2 separate regions of the Bicyclus anynana genome follow, and region 2 is linked to region 1. The links are chromatin contacts, called in public Hi-C maps. All regions are on one chromosome and are shown on one strand. The core of a region is the stretch at or near the end of the contact, and the rest is flanking DNA. Distances in the headings are between cores, read along the strand shown.

The links. A called contact is a pair of places that touch in the nucleus more often than the background predicts.
Region 2: a contact with region 1 is called in a Hi-C map of whole larva, with 3 times the contacts expected there. The contact joins two enhancer-like sites. A contact is called at or near these places in 2 of 2 Hi-C or Micro-C datasets (whole body and whole larva).

What each region holds. Positions count from the first base shown.
Region 1 is chr5:10,398,850-10,403,991 of ilBicAnyn1.1, forward strand. All of the region lies in intron 1 of LOC112052885 (ecdysone-inducible protein E75), which reads left to right. Among protein-coding and RNA genes, the nearest start is that of LOC112052885, 78 kb to the left of the region's middle. Within about 2 kb of position 3,157, at least 7 of the 8 cell types and tissues checked have open chromatin away from gene starts, as enhancers often do.
Region 2 is chr5:10,445,243-10,450,802 of ilBicAnyn1.1, forward strand. It overlaps LOC112052885 (ecdysone-inducible protein E75), which reads left to right. Exons shown (of 5, transcript XM_024092127.2): 3 at 4,371-4,515. Among protein-coding and RNA genes, the nearest start is that of LOC128198086, 86 kb to the right of the region's middle. Within about 2 kb of position 3,934, at least 8 of the 8 cell types and tissues checked have open chromatin away from gene starts, as enhancers often do.

The DNA.
Region 1 (5,142 bases), core at 1,907-4,406:
AATATTTATATAATATAGGTAGTTGACATTTCATATCATTCGGAAAAATAAATGAAAAAAAATAATAAATGTTCATAAAAGGAATTGTGCTGTACATACCAACGAAAATAAAAATAATTATTATTTAAAACCCAATTAGCTACCAAACAACACTAATTATAATTAGTAATTACCTGAAAAATAGTATGAGAAAAATACGTAATAGAATTATCATAGACCTAATATTTTTAAAAGGGGTGTAATACCAAGATGGGGCCAATTATAAATTAACGCCAGTAGGAAGGGGGTTGTTCTGACGTCACGGCGCATGCGTGTTCGCCCACGCGTTGGCGCCTGGCTCTTTCGCGCCAAACTGCCGGTAGGTTGCGTGCCGCGCGCCTGTCATAACCTAAAAACCATTCGTCCTACAACATGGAACTTAACGACAATATGTTGCCACCTGGTAGAATAGCAGGTAAGATTGTTTAATATAACCTCATAGATATTATTAGCTCATTTCGATCGAGGTCAATGAACTTTGACCTTTTTTAATTATTATTGTAATTGCCCGCCGTTGTATCCGTCATACGATGTTGAGGCTTTATTAGTCATTAGGTGCCTATATTATTCAACTAGAATTACAAGATGACCCAAATGCCGGTCTTATCCATTAGTGTTTTTTTAAATTTTGTTTGTAAACATTACATTAGAGTAGTACTATCGCACGTGATTCAAAAATTTAATTTACAAAATCAACAATAAGTTACATTTTGATTACTAAGTAGAAAATGATTATCTACTAGATTTGTTTAGTACCTATTGTTGATATTGTAAACATACAACAGTACAAATGTAGTGATTCCAAAAGCTTAAATATACATACCCGTAATATTTTAGAGAGGTAAGTTGAATTGTAGGGGGTAATCTCTGGATCTATTGAACTGATTTTGAAAACTCTTTTACCAATAGAAGCCACATTAATAGTCAGTGCCATAGGCTAAATTTTATCCCGTATTTTCACGGGAACGGGGACTCCGTAGGTGAAACCGCAGGAAATCAACCGGGTTTAAAAAAACCCATCATCATCATCATTATCAACCCATATTCGGCTCACTGCTGAGCTCGAGTCTCTTTCCAAAATGAGAGGGGTAAGACTAATAGGTGGACTATTGGCCTTACCCTTTCCCAATGTGAATTAGCAGACTTCACACACGCAGAGAATTAAGGAAATTCTCTGGTATGCAGGATTCGAACCCACACCCTCCGGAATCGGACGAAGTGGTCATATCCACTAGGCTATCCTATTAATATGAATACCGGTCACGATAGTTTAAATTCTAAAATCAATTTCATATTAAAACTTCGAGAATTTTCTCATGAATCACTAAGTTTAATGGCGAATAAAAAGCTCAACGGTCGCGTGGCAACAATGGAATTATTGTAAAAAATAGTAAAAGATTATTTAGATAAACGTAGGTAATATTAATTAGTCTTAAGATAGTTTTAGTTCATGAATGTTTTTACCTTAAGTAGCATTTCGAGAGCTACATAGTAACTTCAGTGACTAAGCTCTTTAAAAGAGAATAATAAAAAAAAAGCTCAATGGTCGCGTGGCAACTGTTCGCCGCATTCAGACCGGAACCTGTTACCTCAGCCGCTGCAGCTCAGCACGGTCACCGCGCTCCATCGCTCGCATGCATATTGCATCGTGCACATCCGTTCCACTTTCCTGCATATCCTCTCGACGTGTAGCGAGCCTACATACTCGTATTTAATACTAGCTGACGCCTTGTGGTTTCACCCGTGTACTTCCTGTTCCCACACATAATACGGGAATAAAATAGCCTGACACTCACAGACTATGTGGCTTTCTATTTGTATAAGAATTATCAAAATTAGTTGATCCAGAAATCACCCTACACACAACTTTTACCTCTTTATAATATTAGTACAGATTTTTTTTTCACTGCTTTTTTTCACACTTTTTTTGCTTTGCTTTGGCGTGTACAAGGTTTTTAACTACGGTAAGCATTGCAAGTATAAATTGTACAAAATGGAAAATTTTCAGTAAAGGCAATGTATTTCTACTTCTATGAATTGGCACTGCTTGCTTTGCCTTCGACAACTTTTCAAGTGTTCTCAAGCATATTATTAAGTATTCAAACATTTAAAAAATTAACACAAATCGGTTACTAAATTTAAAAACCTAACGCTCCAGCAAAACCAGCATTCTTGTCACCATTCCACGTGGGAATTTTCACTCACTTGGGTAATGATTTTATATTTAAATTTAATATTTGATCCAAAGTAAAGATGTTCAAAAAAACATTAAATCATGTTGTAAAGTAATGAAATTATCATTAAATTGGTATTTAAACTTAAGGTACTCATTTGTAAGGAATAGGTATAACCAAAAGATTTATTAATCTGTGTTAATAATATGCAAATCTTTGTTGATATTGTTTATTAAGCGAAACGACCATTCACCTTTCACGTTGTAATTCTACCTACTCGTAATTCTTACAAACCTTTAATACAGTCAAAACTGTAATTTTAACTTAATGTATTCTTGTTTTATTATGTTACTGGTATTTATAATGTTGAGGTTTTATTGAGAAAATTATCCTTTACGATGTATTCACTTGTAGGCCCATTTTATATGGATTCGGATCACGATGTTCATGGGTTCGAGTCCTGAGTCGAGCTGCGAAATATTGAGCTTTTCTCTCTTCTTAGAAATTTTCAGTAAAAACTGTTAGCCCAGAGTGAGTTAGAGCTTTTTCTGTTCAGCCCTTTTGTTTCTGTTTAGGTAAACATTTAATATAAATACTAAGGTAACTGAAAAGCTTTAGATTTATTTCCGTAAGCTTTAGAGTTTATAGGTACAGAGTAAATCGTTGATATCACTCGCTAGCTCGTCAATGGAGGCAACGCAACGTAAATTCCTGCGTGAAAGTGTTATCGTCCTATATCATAATGACAACACGACTGTATCTCGAGTGTAAATTTTCCTAAGCATAAGAGAAGGCGCATTACACAGGACGGTTTCAATCTCCTTCACGACGAGGGCTCCTTTCAAGAAATTGTAAAGCGAGACTCCACGTCGCCCTACACAACTGCGGAGGAAAAAAAATAGGTGTGTGACTGAGTGTGCGTCTAGTACGCGACTATGTATGTACTCGGAGTGCATCGCTCCCGGCCGGGTGTCGTCGCACTGCATATAGGCCAGTGCACGCGCGCCCCGCCGCCCCACCCCGCCGCTGCACCTCGCGATTTTCCATTTCCATCGTCCCGTTCGCTAATTTCAGTGCGCCGCGACGCGCGATGTCGTAATGCGGAGAAATTCCACAAACCTTTCTCTGAACGTGTCTTTCGCCTTCCGCTTAAGGGCGCCTGACCCGGCTCCGATAGACAGGGAAATTGTTGTTCTGTAACTTTTGTCATATAGCTCTTGGTTGCTCGCGGTTAGTAGATGACGAATTGAATGACAATACTGTAACAAAAATAAGATGTAACCATACTAACCTAGTTCATTAAACTCAATGCCGTTAATTCAACTGTCGGCCCATAAATCTAAGTAACAAATTGATCCCAGCCCAAATTAGAACTTAATCAATTAACTAAATTGATGACTTACTTGCTATTTATTGATTTCAATTACAATAATTTTTATTCATACACTTTAAAACAAACTACAATTTAGACTGTAGAGAAATAGCAAAACAAAAAACTCGTTCACTTTTTAAATGGTAACGTTTTAGTATTCTTTTCCTACATTAGTCATATTTACTTCTTGTAAATGCTATAGTTTAATGCTTACTAGATCAGATTGTCCCCATTAAGTTTTAATAGTGATGACGGGTTATCGATATCGCGAAGTACGCTGTGGGTTCAAAGCGCTGGGTAACAGTAGTGTCGTCGACAACGTCGTATGAGCGTAATCGTTGTAAATGAAGTTACGTTGTTTTGCCTCTGTATACACCGACTGGGTGTCAGTTAGGCCGTTTCGCCGATGAGTGCATGGATGTAGTTACAAGTTCCCGCGGTCGTTGCCCGCCCGATGCGTGCGCGACTCCCCTATATCGGCTAACTGTGGCGCGGAAAATAATTCCCGCGTCCCACAGTCGCCACTACAAACGTCTGCGGTCCTCGCACGCATTCCTGTTCAATTTCCATATTCAAAATACATCGATTAGGTCTCAATAACGAATATTATTTTCATTTATTTTGATGGCGAATGTTTTAAATGCCCTAAAGAGTTATTTTTTTTAATATAAAAATGTTGTCAAATGATGTGCTAAGTAATAATAATGCAGAGCGAATGCGTGAACGCGGAAACGGTTAATGCCGTTAGGTAACTGTACAGGTCTAGTCTAGAACAATCCTGCGGGCCTGGCGATAGGATCTGACGACACGTCCTGAATTGATGAGCATTTTTGTGACAAAGCAAAGTTTCTAAAACCGATTTAAAACGTTTAAAAAGTTAATATATTATTCTAAGAATCTATTATATCAAGTTACGTTACTTTGTGGAATTGGAACCAAATTACTTACCTAACGAATACGTAAGTAATTTGATTTTTTCCACAAAGTAAACCTACGTCAAACAAAGACGTCCCGATTAGATCGAAATTTCCGATCTAAGGCAACTCTGTTCAAATGCTGATTAGCGTGATAATGTAAAACATTTATACAATATTCTATAATGATCACTATTAGGTTAATATAATGACCAAGTGCTCTTCAAGGCGCCTAAGACACAGAGGTGTAACACTGCCAACTACCAACTCGAAGCTGTTACTAAGAATTTCTTGCAGGTGGGAAAAACTAAGTACATATTTGTCAGCTTGTCTTACCTAGACCCCAAGAACCCAGGCTATCGTGATCCGAAACTGCATATAGTTTAAATTCTGTTCGAAATAGGCAGTCAGCAGTGTTTTTATCAAAATGTTATATTTTTAGTTACGTTTCGGGCTATTCTGATAAATAATGATAAAGATTGAAAATGTTGTCCTGACTGTTTAATTACAGACCAGACCAAATTTTTCTATTATTTGTATTTGCAATTATGATTTATTTTTTTTGAAATTATATACATTTTAATATTAACTTTATAATACTTCTGTAACGTTGTAATAAAAACTATCATGAGTATTATAAGTA
Region 2 (5,560 bases), core at 2,684-5,183, 47 kb after region 1:
TTTTTTATTCTAGATAAAATAATGATCTACAATATAAAACAAAAAAACTTTATAAAATGTATCATCGGCGAATGGTGAGATTACCACTAGCGCCAACTAGCGACGCAGGAAAAAAAATAGTAAACCGTAATTCGGCTACTCGCCGCGAGATGGCGCAGTGTATTGCAAACAGCATTCGCTTCATATTATCATGTTCAGCGCCTTCAAACGAGTTATCGTGAATGAATGGTTTTACGGTCTACTACGAACGCGCGTATCCGTACTCACTGATGTCAACGAACCCACATTTTATTGCTACATGTTTTATAATTTAATAATTGAACCATTACCGACTATTAATAGTTGGTATACGTATCTACCTAACTATGAATACCTTATATGAATAACGTAGCTTCAATGAATGGCATAAAAATGATAACCCTTTGTTTACAGGGTGATTAATATTAATTACTAGGCACAGCTAATAAAGCATGCATTATTGAAATTATGTAGGTAAGTAAATAAAACTTAAATCATTCTATTTATTAATCTACAATACAAATTTAAAATCTTTTAAAAGATTATCAGCTTCCAGTAAGGCTAGTAATTATGCGTGGGTAACTAAACAATACTAGTCGATTATTTGTTTTACAAATGTATTCTAAAAATGCACAATCTAAGAGATATTACATTTTATACATTAAACCCAAGGCGGGGTTTTACTAATATCAATTTATCACGATAAAGACTAGACTCTAGACACGAGTAAATCCGTGCATTGTTTCAATATTTATTATAACAAAAAGCGTGATCCGCGTAAATCATCGCGCGTTCTTTGTTCGCACGCTGACCGACATACTTCTCGCAGTGGGTCGGTTATTTTTTCGGCACCGATCCGCAGTGCAGGGCGGGCGGTCGTTGACCCCGCGCTCCAGCCTCTCCTTGCCGTAAGAACTTTTACGGTCAACGAATGTATGTACGCGACGTGAACGTAACCCACATTATTTTTGAACTGTCAGCTTAAAAGTTCGTTGATCTCGCCGCGTTCATTTTTTAATAAGAACATCCCACGGTGTGTTTTCTTGTTACAGATAAATTTGTGTACGGCTTTGAAACTTTAATATTAAACTGCTCCCCGAAATTGTTTATTATAAACAAAGACTTTTATTGTTTTTAGTAGGAAATTGGAAGCAACTTGAAACAGTATTCAATTGGACACATAATAGTTTAGGGGGTTTGCCTTTTGTTCTTTTGTTCTTTTGTAGGAAGTTATTAAATGAGATATAATTTATTTTCACTAATTGTTTAGAATTACAATTTTATTAATATTCAGGGTTCATATGAAAACTCGGAAAGCATGGGATATGTATTCTATATCATTCTGTTAAACGTTCCCCCAGGTAGATAGCTAATACGGTTATCGGCATAGTTTAATACGAGCTAAAATGCCAATTTTAATAGAGCCTGCTTCAAAGAAACCTGTTTTAAAGAGTAGAGCCGCTACGTGATTTGTTAAAATAAATAATATATAAAATGAGTCCAGTCCAGCATGTACAACCAAAAACAATAACAATTCTAACTAATTAATTATACTTAAAAAATATATTTAGTTAAGAACTGAAGTAGGTACCTAGTTTAAATTATACTCGAAACTTCTATCTTTCTTTTTTAGTGGTAATATAAAGTTTTAAAGTTTCATACTGGCATTTCATTTAAAAAGTTCAAAGTGTACATAGTTCTAGTTCTCAGTTTGTAAAATGGTAGTAAACTCAACCAATATATGTATAAACGTTAGTTTAGTTTGTTCTGGGCTTGGAACCCTCGTAACTTTAATTTTAAGTTTTCGACTTTACATTTTTAAATAATTTTACCATTAATTAAATCATGACTTGACGTTTCAAAAGTGCTTGTAAACTAAGTATAATTGAAATAAATAAATAATGTTTTTTTTTAATCATACTAAGTATAACAATTAATAATCTTGGCACTACACAGTATGTCTTGATGAAAAAACAATTGGTTATTTTTTGGCAATGGCTACACAGACTAATATAGATGTGCGTTATGCGAACAGGAAATGAGTCACAAGAGTGATAGGCGTGATTCATAGTGTTATCTTGTAGGTAAACATCTGGACAGGCGGGCACGTACCGCGTAGTGGACTGTTAGTCGCGGCCGGTCATCGGTCGCTTCCTCGGAAAGCCCATGCGTCAGCGAAGCTTTCGGCTGCGGCAGTCATTGTCCGCGGCACCGTTAGCCGTTTAGTCTCAACGCTGTGACAACCGCGAGTTCGTCTCGCACTTTATCTCATCGGTAAACAGAATAGACTAGAACAGATTTAATTTAATGCCATTAAGTACTCTCAAGCAATTTGCAATAGAAATAAAAAAAAGATTCACTTTGATATACAAAGTCGGTGTTAATTGTAGGTTGCAATCATACTTGAAAAATTACTAAAAATACTAGTAAATAAACCTTAGTAGTTAAATACCGTTTTTGTGATAGCTTAAAAAAATATCTATTATAATATTTAGTTAAAACATTGATTTATAAAACTTATTATTTTAGTGACGAATTTAAAAATAATAATTGAAAACTTTAACTAAAAAATTACTAGCACCCTACCTACAACTTAGCACCCCATTTGACGACAAGCTTCAAACTTAAAAAGAAATATCTTTATCATTTCAGTATAAGGTAAAAAATAAAGTCAATGTAACATTCTGTAATAAAAAGTTTGGGCAGCATTTCCCGCGTTAGCAACTTAGCAATCGAAAATTCTAGATCGAGGCCGAGGTTGACCTACAATCGACTACAGCGACCATCACTATTGCCTCTTATATTTGCTATTTCCCTTCTACATACTTCTCACTAAATATTTGATCCTAAAAAATTATCATTGTACAGAAATAAATAAATATTAGTAAGTAAATAAAAGTACTTCTTATTTCTAGTCGCGTAGGCATATTTAGAATATCATGTTAAAAACGTGTTGTTTATTAAATGAGCCATTTTATTTGTACAAAACATGTAGTAAGCAACTAGTCGTTTAAAACGATGTCACCGTGTTAATTGTTCCGCGGTCATTGACATATCGAGATGAATATTCTAACATAATAAATACATTTCTAGCACAACGTCCTCAAAGTCGAACGCTCAAAAGTCACCTAAATCGCACAAATCGTTACTGTAATAATGTTCGGTAACAATAAGTAGTAATAGGCGCTGTACATAATGATGTTTATATATTAATAATATGATAAAATATACGATGCGTTACGTATGTGGATCTCGCAGTCGTGCCTATACGCGAGCTGCAGTCGACGGGTGTTCAGAAAAGGTTTTGTTTTCGTGGCGCTGTGGGGTCAACGGCCGCGCGGCCGGTCAGTGCCCGCGTTGCGACCAATTATGGGCCACTCGCACAGCGCACAATGGATCGATGGCGGCGCGAAATTGGGCCAGCGGCCGAGTGGCGGCTCGCTACACCGCACCAGCCTCCGCGCTGCCTGTACTGATGATTCGTATCGCTACTCCGTATGACCTCGTAAACCACTTGTCAGCTAGGTAGGTTCGTAAATATGAACCCCAAAATTTGACTGGGAACTAAAACAAGTATTCTCAATAATAGATATCTACTGTTGATTGACAGATGATTTTAAATCCGGCGATGCGTTTTTCTTATAAGTTACTTTGAAAGGATAAATGAATCTATTAGTTCGACGGTGCACGCTCTAATATCAAACAAATAAAGTAGAGCAATGCACCCCTAGCGGGAAGCGCGCGCGCATTGAGGTAGGCCGTGACGCGGCCGACGTCACCGGGCGGTCGTCGCTCCGAGCTGCCCGTGTCCTAGCTCCCGGGGCGAGCGGCGCGCACGGGGCGGAGGGAAGGGAGTAGGGCTGTTGTGCAACCGAGCGGCCGACGACCCGGGGTGAACGGCCTCGCGCCGCGACGCCGCCGGGATGCGCCCGGCCTATATCCGGCGCACCGGTGCAGCGGCAGCGGCGCATTCTAGAGCGGCGTGGACCGTTAGCAGCGCGCGGGGCGGCGGCGCGCGGGGGCCGGGGCACTCTCACTTTCTCGGTTGGGTCGGCGGCCGGCAAGTAGGTCGCACGGGCGCGGGTAGCTCGCGCCGAGCGCCGCAGCGCCCGCACAGTCCGCCGTCGGCCTCCATCCGTGTCGGTGCGCGCATCGAGTCGGTCGAGTGAGCTTGTGCAGCTAGTGAGTGGCGTGAGTGAATGGTAGCGGGCATGGCGTGCGCGGAGCTGCGCGAGCGGCACGCGGTGCTGGTGAGCATGCTGGAGGCGCGCCGCGAGTCCAGCGACTCGGGCTGCTCCAGCGACGAGAGCTCCGACCCCGAGCGCGACTCTAACTGTAGATGTGATCCCCAGGGCTTCTTTCGCCGCTCCATACAACAGAAGATCCAGTACAGGCCCTGCACCAAAAACCAGCAGTGCTCCATCTTGAGAATTAACAGAAATCGGTGCCAGTATTGCCGATTGAAGAAATGTATCGCCGTCGGAATGAGCAGAGATGGTGAGTTTACCGAATATTTACTTTTCATAATGGAACAAATAATAGAATGTTATGTATTTTGCATTAAATAATAATTTTATACACAATGTTTATTACAGTAAATTCTTAAAATATAATACTCATAAATGCTTGTGACATAAAAATCCAGTTGATTTAATTGAGTCTGAATTAATATACTATTATTTGTTCCATTATTTTGTGACCTTATTTTATGGTACATTAATATAATTTTGATAAATATGTTACTTAATATATATGTCAGAGTAAATTCATATTTGAATAGAATCCCGGCATTATCATAGGAACGTATTCCAATCGCACAAGTCGCGCTGACACGAGCGCCGCCGCACTATATAGTGTCGCTCGCGAGTCGCGGCAGATCTATTTCGCGGAGCGCTCGCTCGCTCGGCGCCGCTCGCAGTGAGCAGTGAGCGCAGTGTGGGAGGTCGGTTATGCAAGCGCGGGTGAGCGCACGCTAAGCGGGTCGACGGCCGGCGCCCGCTGCCCGCTCCGCTCCGCTCGTTGCGACACCGGCCTCGCTCGCGCTTGCCGCTTCGAACACAATCGCGCGCGGTGAAAGCGGAGAAAGGTGCATTTCGTAAGCACGAAAGTGAAATTTCTGTTTTCACTTTCGTAATGCGATTCATTGCCCTCGGCGAAGACATGTCAATACGTAATCGAACTTTACTATTGTTAAAATGCATGATGATATGTATTTTAAAAATAAAAATAAACTTAACTTTAAAATATTGTAATGTATCATCCACGAATGCAGTAACTAAATATTATGAAGAATAAAATAATTTGTAGAGCAGTACTTCAAATGTTATTAAATCAATAAACTAATTTCTTTAATTATAAAAACTTAGTTCGATCAGTTAATTTACTCGATTTTTTTTATATTCAATGCCTACAATAATTGGACCTTTATGAAATAGTAATATTTTTTGCTAATTTTAAACACTAAATAGATATGCTTAATACTTTAGAAAATTTAAATATACGAATTCTTTACCAATAAAATGTTATGGTATTTAAAATGTAC